2 separate regions of the Triticum aestivum genome follow, and region 1 is linked to region 2. A link is a contact called in public Hi-C data. All regions are on one chromosome and are shown on one strand. Each heading gives the region's core, a stretch centred on a gene start, on an enhancer-like site or on the middle of the called end of the contact. The rest is flanking DNA. Distances are from core to core; before and after follow the strand shown.

Region 1 (5,841 bases), core at 2,519-5,018, 210 kb before region 2:
GTATGAGGCCATTGGGAAAGCGACCCAACTTGACAGGTCAGGTGCTACGGTCATTGAGTTCCTATTATGCGATTCATCCTGTCAAATGCCATATATGCAGCCGATTCAGTTTTCAGAAATTGTTGCTACCACATGCTGGTACCTGTGGTGGCAGAGAAGATGCACTGTACGGGATGAGGAGGTGTTGTCCCCGGTGCGCACGGGTATTGCGATCCATGCCTTGACACTGAGCTATGTACGTGCGGCCGGGAAACCTGCAGCAACGCCCAGAATAAATCAGTGGAGGAGGGGACTAGCAGGACAAGTTCTGATTAATGTTGACGCTTCGTTTTCAAACCATGACTACACTGGATCATGTGGCGCGGTGGTAAGAGACTACACGGGGCAATTCGTCGCGACCGCGACGGCGAAGTTATATCATGTACCCGACGTTGTTTCTGCAGAAGCTGCGGCCCTATTGGAGGGACTGAAGGTGGCGACAAAATTGGGATGCAATAATATCCTAGTTCGTATGGACAATGTTACGGTAGTTGAAGCTCTCAAGGAAGATGAAGGCTACTCAATGGTGGCAGCACCGGTTTTATCTGCATGTCGTAGTGAGTTTGATAGTTTCGGGAAGGCTTTTATCGAATATTGTAATAGAGAATCTAATGTAGTCGCTCATGTGTTAGCTGAGTGGGGCCGGGAGAATCACCCCTCAGAGTGGTTCGACTCTCGCCCGGGATTCATCGTGAAATATTTAGCGGATGATGTAAGTGTAATTTGAGTTTAATAAAGCTAGCCATGATGGTCTTCCCCTTAAAAAAACAAGGAAGGAGGGAGTCCTACTCCCGGTGGGAGTAGGACTCCCCTTGGCGCGCCCCTCCTAGGCCGGCCGCCCCCTCCCCCCTTGCTCCTTTATATACAGGGGCAGGGGGCACCTCTAGGCAAAAAACAACAATTAATCCCTTGGATCTCTTAGCCGTGTGCGGTGCCCCCCTTCACTATAGTCCACCTCGATAATATCGTAGCGGTGCTTAGGCGAAGCCCTGCAACGGTAGAACATCAAGATCGTCACCACGCCGTCGTGCCGACGGAACTCTCCCTCGACACTTTGCTGGATCGGAGTCCGGAGATCATCATCGAGTTGAACGTGTGCTAGAATTCGGAGGTGCCGTAGTTTCGGTGCTTGATCGGTCGGGCCGTGAAGACGTACGACTACATCAACCGCGTTGTTATAACGCTTCCGCTATCGGTCTACGAGGGTACGTGGACAACAATCTCCCCTCTCGTTGCTATGCATCACCATGATCTTGCTTGTGCGTAGGAAAATTTTGAAATTACTACGTTCCCCAACAGCGAGGCCGCCGGGTCGGGGCGATACAGCTTTCCCGATTGGAGCTGGGCGGTGATGGCCGACGCAGAGCGAAGGGCGGACCAACGCGCGGATGGCGGCTAGCCCTGACGGGCCGCCTTGGCGCGCGTGGCCGCCGTGTCGGAGGAGACGCCGGCTGGTCGCGCCGGAGTTGGAGTAGAGGCGCATGGGGGTCGATGGCGGCGGCGGGTGACGCAAACCGATCAAGATTATATCGGAAAACCAAAAAGAAAAACGCCGATCAAAATGACGGCGAGAGAGAGAAAACCCGGATCAAAAGATCGGAAAAAGATTCATTAGGGCAGCCGGTCAACATGACCGGCGGACGAACCATAGGTACGGGCGGCGCGGCCCCCGGCGGCGGTCATGGAGGCCGACCGCCCCGGGGACGGCGTGCGGGTGCGGTCGTGGCGGCGGCTAGGTTTTAGAACCCGGAAACTGATACCATGTTAGAAGGGAGAGAGAGGTTTGATGGAATAGTTCATTGTATTGCTTGAGCCTCGTGGGCATATAAATAGAGTACAAAGACCAACTTGAAATACAAGACAAGGCAAGACCGAACCCTAGTCTATCCTATAATTCCTAATAATCCTCGTACTCAACAAAAACTAGTGCTTCACAACGAACCACATTTGTGCTTTCCTTTAAACTAGTGCTTCACTGTGATAGCTACATTGTACACTCGAGTCGCGTGCCATCCAAGATTCAATCCTCCCTAATGTTTCTCATGTGTACGAAAAATGTATATAAAAATATATAATTATGTGAAAAAAGTTGTGTGTATTAAAAATATGTAGACCTGGTATTTAAAACATGTTACTCAAGCATTTGAAAAATGTCAAATCTGTATAGGAAAAATATTGACCATGTATTAAAAAATGTTAATATTGTAATTGAAATTTGTTATTCAATTATTTGAAAAATGTTAAGTGTTTGTTAAAAAAATGCTGACCATGTACTCCATAAATATTAATCTTGTATTTGACAAGTATTAGACGTGTATTATAAACATATGTTGGATATATATGGAAAATGTATATAAAAAAAAGGAAAATCCGAGAGAAAACAAAAGAAACCCAATAAAAACGAGAGGAAAAAACTAAAGAAAAATGAAAGAGAAGGAAGAAAAACTAGTGAAAAAGGAAAAGGAAACAAATAAAACCAAAGAAAACAGAAAACCAGTAAATATAGAGAAAAGAAACAAATAAAAATTGGTGAAAACCCGACTCTGTTTCTTTAACAAGTCCGTGACCTACTAATGAACACAAACCAGATGGTGGCCGAGTGGCTAGCAGTGCAATGCTGCAGCTAGGAGATCGCTGAATAGATTCCCACGGGCCAGCAATTGTAGTGGCTTCAGCGAGACTAAAGGAAGACTTGCTATAAGCGCGATATAGACTTTTCCGGTCCGATGCACTAGGCTCGCCTAAACGCATGTGTCCAGTTGCATGCTGGGCCTGGCCCTTCTATGAAGAGGTGCAGGCGAATAGGATTCGCCGTCGAGGGAGCTCCTAATCGGCGCCTTCTGCGCCGGTTAGGAGTTGTAGCGCCTACTAGGTTTCTTTGTGGGCTGATTCTATGAAGCCCAATTAGAGTTCGCTAGACTATTTCAATCTCTCGCTCCTGAAGTTGATCGCTATGTTTTCTTACGGGAACGCGATTGTTTCTTTTGATGGGAATGCCAGACCGCTACAGAAAGGGAACAAAAAATATTATCAGGCGAACAACTTTTAAAAACGTTTGAACAAAATTTGTATTTGATGAACTAAATTTGAAAAAGTTCATCCAATTCAAAAAAGTTGATCGATTTTGGGAAAAAGTTCATAAAATTTGGTAAAAAGTTCATCCAATTTGGGAAAAAGTTCATCGAATTAAAAAAAAGTTCATCGAATTCGAAAAAAGTTCATCAATTTTGGGAAAAAGTTCACCGAATTCTAAAAAAGTTCGTCGATTTTGGGAAAAGTTCATCGAATTCGAAAAAAGTTCATCGAATTTAAAAAAAGTTCATCATACTTGAAAACAGTTCACTGATTTTGAATAAGAAGTTCATTGAATTTGAAAAAAGTTCACGCACTTGATAGAGAAGCAAAAATAATATAGTTAAAATAAAAAAGATTAAAGAGTGGAGCAGATATAATTGAGCGCATGATGTCTGGCCGGTGGTGTGGTCACCGCAGTGAAAGAACAACCATGAGGGTGCTGGTTCGAATCCTAGTTCTTGCACCCTCTTTTTTGTTCTTATACAACAAAATGAAAGGTGGAGATGGGCCGAGCCCAACAACCCGCGCTCTGCAGGCGCCCTTTTGCATACGGGCGCATATGCGCCGAATAGGATTCGCCGTCGAGACATAGACGTCCCCACGAGAGCTCCTTCTCCACGCAAGGCCGGGACCTCCTATATGGCGCACGAGGCGCCCTCTAGCGCCGTAGCGCGCACCCGTGCGCGCCCTGTTGGGCCGGCTCATGCGTGGGGCGGCGCGCCTCCTTTTTTTGTTTTCATTTTTCCTTTATTATTTTCTGTTTTTCATTCTATAAGAAATCATCCGGGATTGGTTTTTCAAAATTTAAAAACATTGCAAACTGTGAGTTGTCATAAACTAGTTCTTGAGTTCAAAAAGCGATTCAAAAGAACGAACATTTTCGAATTTTAATGAACATTCTTTATTTTGATGAACATTTTTTACGAGCATTTTATAATTATGATCATTTTCTATATTTCATTAACAAATTTGAATTTCGTGAACATTTTTTAACTTTATGAACGAAATTCACATTCAAGAACATTTTTTAAAAATGGATGAACATTTCAGAAATTGATGGACAATTTTGGAATTTAATGAATATGTTGAAAATATTGATCAAATTTCGAATTTCATGAACATTTTTTAGTATGATGAACAAATTTCGAATTTGATGAACATTTTTTAAATCTCGACAAGCAATAAAATGAAATGAACATGTTTTTGACATCGATGAACATTTTTTTGAATTAAAGAAATAAAATATTATTCGCAAATTTGAAAATAAAAAACGCAAGAAAAACTGAAAATTTAAACAAGAAAAAATTAAACGGGATACAGGAAAAAGGAAAGGAAAAAGAAAAAAGGAAAAGGAAAAACTGTAAAAGAAAAAGAAGGAAAAACGAAAGAAAAATAAAGCGAAAATGGGCTGGACTATAGAGACCCAGCGTGCATGGTGGTGTGCACGCTTCGGCGCTAGGGGCTTACTATTCGACATATAGGATCCCGCTGCAAGGTAGGGGGATAGTGAGCAATCCCGTACCCCCACGCACGTGCTGTTTCTAGTTTTTTTTATTTTTATTTTAGGGTTTTTGCTTCTTAAAAAATTTGTGGCATTTAAAAACAGTTCTGAATTTGAAAATAATGTTTGATGTTTTATAATCATGAATTCGCAAAATATTCCCAAATTGCAAAAAATGTTTTAAATTAAAAAAGGTTCATGATCTCAAAAAATGAGCACGAATTTTGAAAAATGTACACAATTTTTTTAAATGTACTTGATCTAAAATATGTGCATGAATTAAGAAAATCATTTCAGAAAATGTTTGCGAATTTATAAATTATATTCACGAATTCAAAAAATGTGCACGATTGGAACAAGGATTTGTGAAAATGTCCACGAATTCTAAAAATGAGTATGATTTCAAAAATATTCACAAATTCAAACAATATTCGTGGCTTCATAAAATTGTCATAATTAAAAAAAATTGTTCATGAATCCGTAAGATGTTGATGATTTCAAAAATTGTTCAACAATTTGAAAGATGGTCACGAAATAAAAGTAAAAAAATAAAATTTAAAATTATAAGGGAAATAAAAAATAAAATGAAAAAATTGAAAATAAAACAGGGAACAAACAAATTGAAAGGACACCAAAAAAAAAAACTGCGTACGACGCTGGGTGGGTAGCGTGCAATTGGATCGGCCTGATTTTTTTTTGAGACATAACCGCATAGCCCTGATGTTAAGGTTTGCCCGCTCCCACGGTCACTAGCCCAGCCTGATGTGGTTCAATTCTGCAATGCTCAGTCGTTGGGGCTTCCTACCAGGTCCAACCAAAACATTTTATTTTGTGATGAGAAACAAAAGCATTCCCTAATCTGAAGTTGAAAAAAGAAACTGTAGTCCGGAAACAAAAGGAAAAGTTCCAAGAAGCGGACCGTCGTCCTTCCTGCACTGCCAAAGCTATAATCAGGATCTCAGGGATACGGATTCAATGTACGAGGGCCTAGTTAGCTTTGCACCGACCAGCGTAGGTCACAATCCGAGATCGACGTCCATCACTATGATATGCATGCCTGGCGCGGAAAAAGAAGGCTCGCATCGTGGTGGTCTTTTGATCTCAGACTGCGTGGCACGAGTCTGAACCAATGTTGGTGCAGTGCCACAAGATTCTACTAAGTTGATAGCCAAATAAAGTGCAGCGATGCATGGATGTTCAATGTATGTAGAACCACCACGTTTTCC
Region 2 (5,635 bases), core at 3,131-5,630:
ACCTCGTGAGGTACCCCTTGCCTTGATCTCTCCGCCTCCTCATGAGCCTTCCTGGTGAGGCCACTCCTGAGGAGACCTTGTGTCGTCCGCCCCGCGAGGCTTGGCCCCTCGCGAGGGTCTTGAGTGCTTTGGTTGATGAAGATGGGCCACACTGGGCCCCCGATTGAGCCACGCCGCAGGCCGCATGCAGGCAAGTCTGGGGACCCCTGTTCCCAGGACGCCGACATCAAGAACTACAGCTCGGGTCATATCGATGTTGTGGTTCATGATGCACTCAATGCCTCGGTGAACTGCAGGTTTACCGGGTTTTATGGAGCGCCAAGAGCAGAGAATAGACACCATAGCTGGTGGTTCCTTCGTACTCTACACAACTTACCTCATTTAGAGTGGTTGTGTATGGGTGATTTCAATGAAACCCTTTATGGGCAAGAGCATTTCAGCAGGACAACTCGATCGGAGTGGCAAATGAGAGCTTTCCGTGATGTTGTCAGTGATTGTCCTTTCCAGGATTTAGGTTGGTCTGGGGTACCTTACACATGGGACAATCGACAATCCGGCAATGCAAATGTTAAGGCTCGGCTTAATCGAGCTTTCGCTAATGAGGAGTTCCGACAGAAGTACAAGCATGCCAAAGTGCGCCATGTGTACTCCTTAGAGCCTGACCACTGCTTTGTAGTGGTGGATCTTCGGCGCCATCCATCCAACAGACATGGTTCGAAACCCTTTCGCTAGGAGAACATCTGGCAATCTCATAGTGACTATGAGCAACTGGTTACTGAAACTTGGCGTGCACAAGTTAAGCAGCCGGGTCTACTCGGAATTATGAATTCTCTAGAAGCCCTACAACAAAAACTAGTGCCTTGAGGAGTTCGAGAATTTGGGTGCTTAACGAGGACCGTTTGCCAACTGCAAAAACAACTTGATGGGTTGCGGAGCCAGTCGGTTGGACGGGCCCCTTCAGATGAAGAAAAAGACACCATGTCAAAGCTCCGAGAGGCATTAAAATTGGAGGAGATATGGTTAAAGCAGCGATCACGTGTCCCTTAGATTTCTTGAATGGTGGTGAACTACCTGCGGGGCTCAACGACACTGCCATCACTTTAATCCCAAAGGTACGTCATCCACATAATATCTCGCAATATCGGCCCATTGCTTTGTGTCCAGTACTCTATAAGATTGCTGTTAAAGCCATCACCAATCGATTGAGGCCTTGCATGGATGAGGTTATTAGCGAGGAGCGAAGTGCTTTCTTCACAGGTCGTTTGATCACAGACAATGTTCTTGTTGCATTTGAAAGTGTACATACGATGAAGCGGCGGAAGAAAGGGAAAATTTTCTCATGTGCAATCAAGTTGGACATGATGAAAGCTTATGATCGAGTCGAGTGGCATTTTCTTGAAGCTATGCTCTTGAGGCTCGGATTTCCTGGCAGCTTGGTGAGATTGATCATGAAGTGTGTCACGTCTATACGTTTCTCGATGCGTGTTAACGGGGAGCTGCTGCCCTACTTTACCTCGTCGAGAGGGCTCCGGTAGGGTTGCCCAGTTTCGTCGTATCTTTTTCTGTTATGCGCCGAAGGTTTCTCTGCTCTGGTTAATTACTATGGAAACTTCATTGATCGTGGCATCAGAGTAAATCACAGAGCACCTTGGGTGAGTCATCTTCTGTTCGCGGATGATAGCTTGATTTTCATCAAGGCGAACCTTGAGAGTGCAACAAAATTGAATGACATTCTCAGGATCTATGGTGAGGCCTCCGACCAATGTGTGAACAGATCAAAAGGCTCTATATATTTCAGTCCCAACACACCGGCGACGCTCAAAGCAAGTCTGAAACAACTTCTGAATGTCCATTCTGAAGCTTTTTCAGAATGTTACCTTGGTCTACCTACTGCAATTGGAAGGATTTCTAGTGGCACTATTGAGCATATTGGAGATCGGGCCAAGGGCAAGATGCAAGGTTGGTCAGAACGGTTGTTTGCATGTGCCGGTAGAGAAACATTAATCAAGTCAATCGTTCAGGCCATTCCAACTTTCAGTATGTCATGTTTTCTGCTAACCAAAAAAGTGTGCAAAGGCTTGACCTCAAACATGGCAAAATTCTGGTTGGCAAGTTCTCTGGATAGAAGTGCCCTCCATTAGATTGTGTGGGACAAACTTGCTACACCAAAAATCAAAGGGGGGATGGGCTTCCGCGACCTCAGACAGTTCAACATTGCCCTTCTGGGGAAACATGGCTGGAGGTTCATGACAAAACCAGACTCACTTTGCACCAGAGTTATGAAGGGAAGGTACTTTCTTGATTGTAATTTTCTGCAGGCCACAATACCAAAGTCAGCTTCTGCTACTTGGAGGGCGATCGTTGCTGGTCGTCAAGCACTTAATACGGGCCTTGTTAAGAGAATTGGTGATGGCACTACCACCTCAGTGTGGGAGGAGCGATGGCAGCCGTCGACTGTATCAATGAAACCAATGCTCAGACCGCCAAACACGCCGATCACCATGGTGAGTGACCTGATTGACACTGATAACTGGTCTTGGAATCGGGACCTAGTCCGTGCTACATTTATCACACCCGATGCGGACGCAATCCTGAATATTCCCCTACACCACGGTGGCGGGGAGGACTTCTATGCTTGGGCACACGAGAGATCTGGCATTTATTCTGTTAAAACATCCTATCGAGCTCTAATGAATCAGAAAGAGCGTGTAGCTCTAGAAGAAGGGCAGATAGCGGGGCCATCAGCGAATGAACAACAGATTTGGAGTGCCATATGGAAGCTCAGAGTAGTTCCCAAGGTCAGGGTGTTCTGATGGAGATTTATTCGAGGAATCATTCCAGATGAGAAGACTCTAAACCACAGACACATAAAGGATACAAGATTATGTAAGCTTTGTCTCGTGATGGACGAGGATCTGATGCATGCTTTAGTGCACTGTTCTCATGCAAGAAGTTTTTGGGAAGAGGCCAGGCTACTCTTCGATATTTCCTTGCCACGGCTCGACCCCAGCACTTGGACACGCGACATACTCTGTGAAGAGCGCTTCTCAGAGAAGGACCGTGCCATTATTATCACGGTCATGTGGGCTATCTGGATGTCCCATAACAGGAGGACACATGATCAAGATATCATCGACTCAACTACTTCGGTTCGACGCATCCGGGAGGACCTGGCGTTGGTGGACATTCCCCGACAGAGCTTCATACCACTGACGGGCCACGGTTGGTGGCCCCCCGAGATGAACTACGTCAGGTGAATACAAATGTTGCAATCGAGCTTGATGCTGGCAATGCGGGTGCGGGTGGCGTCGCCCGCTCTTCATCGACTTTCCTGGGTGCATGGTGCAAACCCCACGTGGGGGTCACAGATCCTTTCATTTGTTTTCATGAGGGCGCCATCTTTGCCAAGCTACGAGGATACACACACGTGCAACTGGAAACTGACTGTCTAGAGGCAGTAAACCTCTGGAACTCTAGCTACACTGATCGTTCGGTAGTAGTACCGATTCTTTCTGAAATTAGAGAGCTCTGTGCTAGCTTTGTGTTTTTTGATATTTCTCATGTAAGTAGAGCTGCCAACGGTCCTGCGCATCTGTGTGCTAAGCATGCATGTACGCTTAACATGACCGAAAGCTGGCTAGACTCCACTCCTAGCTTCCTGGTAAGGAGCCTCTTGGCTGACTGTCCAACGAATGCCTTTATTCAATAAAGCTCTCTAAAGTTCCCCGCAAAAAATAGCTAGTGCCTACGCCCAGACGGCGAGCCATTTTTTTTTCTTTTTTCCCCTTTTTATTTGAGGCCTACTTCCTTCGTCTGAGTTTATTAGACCCCTTTTATATTTTATGAATAATTTTAACCATTCATGTGACTAACAAAATAAAAAGTATGTTGTTCGATTTTTAGTCGAAAAAGATTTCTAATAATATAATTTTGTGACATAGTAGTATAGTTTACATTTACAAGTTAAATTTATGATCAAATGTTAGCACAAAATAAGAGGGACACTTATACATCTAGACGAAGAGAATACATGACATTTGCTACCCCGTAGGATAAGGGAGACCGGAGAAGGATGAAGGCGTAACGTCTGGATTTATTGCCCCCTCTCATATTTAGTGTTAAACTTTGATTAAAAAAATACAAACTAATGAGATGTAAACTATATGTCATAAAAATTACATGGTAGGAAACCTCTTTCTAATACAAATCAAATAATGTATTTTTTTTTGTACCATACAAATCATGTTTTGTTAGCTATGTACATATGGTAATAGTTTAATCCATAATACTAGGGTCCAAATAAATCGAGACGGAGGAAGTACCGTATTGCCCCGACGATCCACGTGAGAGCTATATCTCGCTTAGTGCGAGAATAGCTTCTATCTCGCTGAAAGTTCCCGTGCTATCTACTGTAAAGGGTCGACCCTTTTTTGCGTGGTCTCTGGCTCACTCACTCGGCCGTGCTCATCCGCTCGGCCTAGCTAGTGCCTACGCCCAGACGACGAGCCATTTTTCTTTCTTTTTTTCCCTTTTTATTTGAGGCCTACTTCCTCCGTCTGAGTTTATTAGACCCCTTTTATATTTTATGAATACTTTTAACCATTCATGTGACTAACAAAATAAAAAGTATGTTGCTCGATTTTTAGTCGAGAAAGATTTCTAATAATATAACTTTGTGACATAGTAGTATAGTTTACATTTACAAGTTAAATTTATGATCAAATGCTAACACAAAATAAGAGGGGCACTAATAAATCCAGACAAAGAGAGTACAGGACATTTGCTACCCCGTAGGATAAGGGAGATCGGAGAAGGATGAAGGCGTAGTACATCCTCCGTCTGGATTTATTGGCCCCCTCTCATATTTAGCGTTAAACTTTGATAAAAAAATACAAACTAAAGAGATGTAAACTATATGTCATAAAAATTACATGGTAGGAAACCTCTTTCTAATACAAATCAAATAATGTATTATTTTTGTACCATACAAATCTTATTTTGTTAGTTATATACATATGGTCATAGTTTAATCCATAATACTAGGGTCCAAATAAATCCAGACGGAGGAAGTACCATATTGCCCCGACGTTCGACACGAGAGCTATATCTCGCTTAGTGCGAGACTAGCTTCTATCTCGCTGAAAGTTCCCGTGCTATCTACTGCAAAGGGTTGCCCCTTTTCTGCGCGCTCACTGGCTCACTCACTCGGCCGTGCTCATTCGCTCGGTGCATTTTGCTTGTGTTTTCTTTTCGTTTTTTGTTCTTTTTAGCTTTTTTCTTTATTTTTTCCTTCTCCTGTTTTCTAATATTTTTAATTTCCTTTATTTTTCATCGGTTTTCTTTGTTTTATTCATGGTTTCTTTGGTTTTTGTGTTTTCTTTGCTTTTTCATTTGTTTTCTTTATTTCTTATCAGTTTTCACCGGTTTTTCTATGTTTTCATTTCTTTCTTTCTCGATTTTCATTGTGCTTTTGCCTTCCTTCCTTTCTTTTCTTGGGTTTCATTATTTTTCTTTGTCTTATTTGTATCTTTCTTGGTTTTGATTGTTTGTTTGTTTCTTGGTTTTCATCGTTTTTCTTTTGTTTCTTACTTGGTTTTCTCGGTTTTATTCTTTTGCATTGTCTTCTTTGGTTTTT

What was found. Hi-C and Micro-C count contacts between places; a contact is called where the count stands out from the background.
Region 1: a contact with region 2 is called in a Hi-C map of leaf, with 9 times the contacts expected there. The contact joins two enhancer-like sites. A contact is called at or near these places in 4 of 5 Hi-C or Micro-C datasets (leaf and an unstated tissue).

Annotation. Positions count from the first base shown.
Region 1 is chr7B:205,265,023-205,270,863 of IWGSC CS RefSeq v2.1, reverse strand. No RefSeq gene overlaps it. Among protein-coding and RNA genes, the nearest start is that of LOC123159620, 42 kb to the left of the region's middle. Within about 2 kb of position 3,768, at least 3 of the 8 cell types and tissues checked have an H3K27ac peak or open chromatin away from gene starts, as enhancers often do.
Region 2 is chr7B:205,057,241-205,062,875 of IWGSC CS RefSeq v2.1, reverse strand. No RefSeq gene overlaps it. Among protein-coding and RNA genes, the nearest start is that of LOC123157450, 44 kb to the left of the region's middle. Within about 2 kb of position 4,380, at least 1 of the 8 cell types and tissues checked has an H3K27ac peak or open chromatin away from gene starts, as enhancers often do.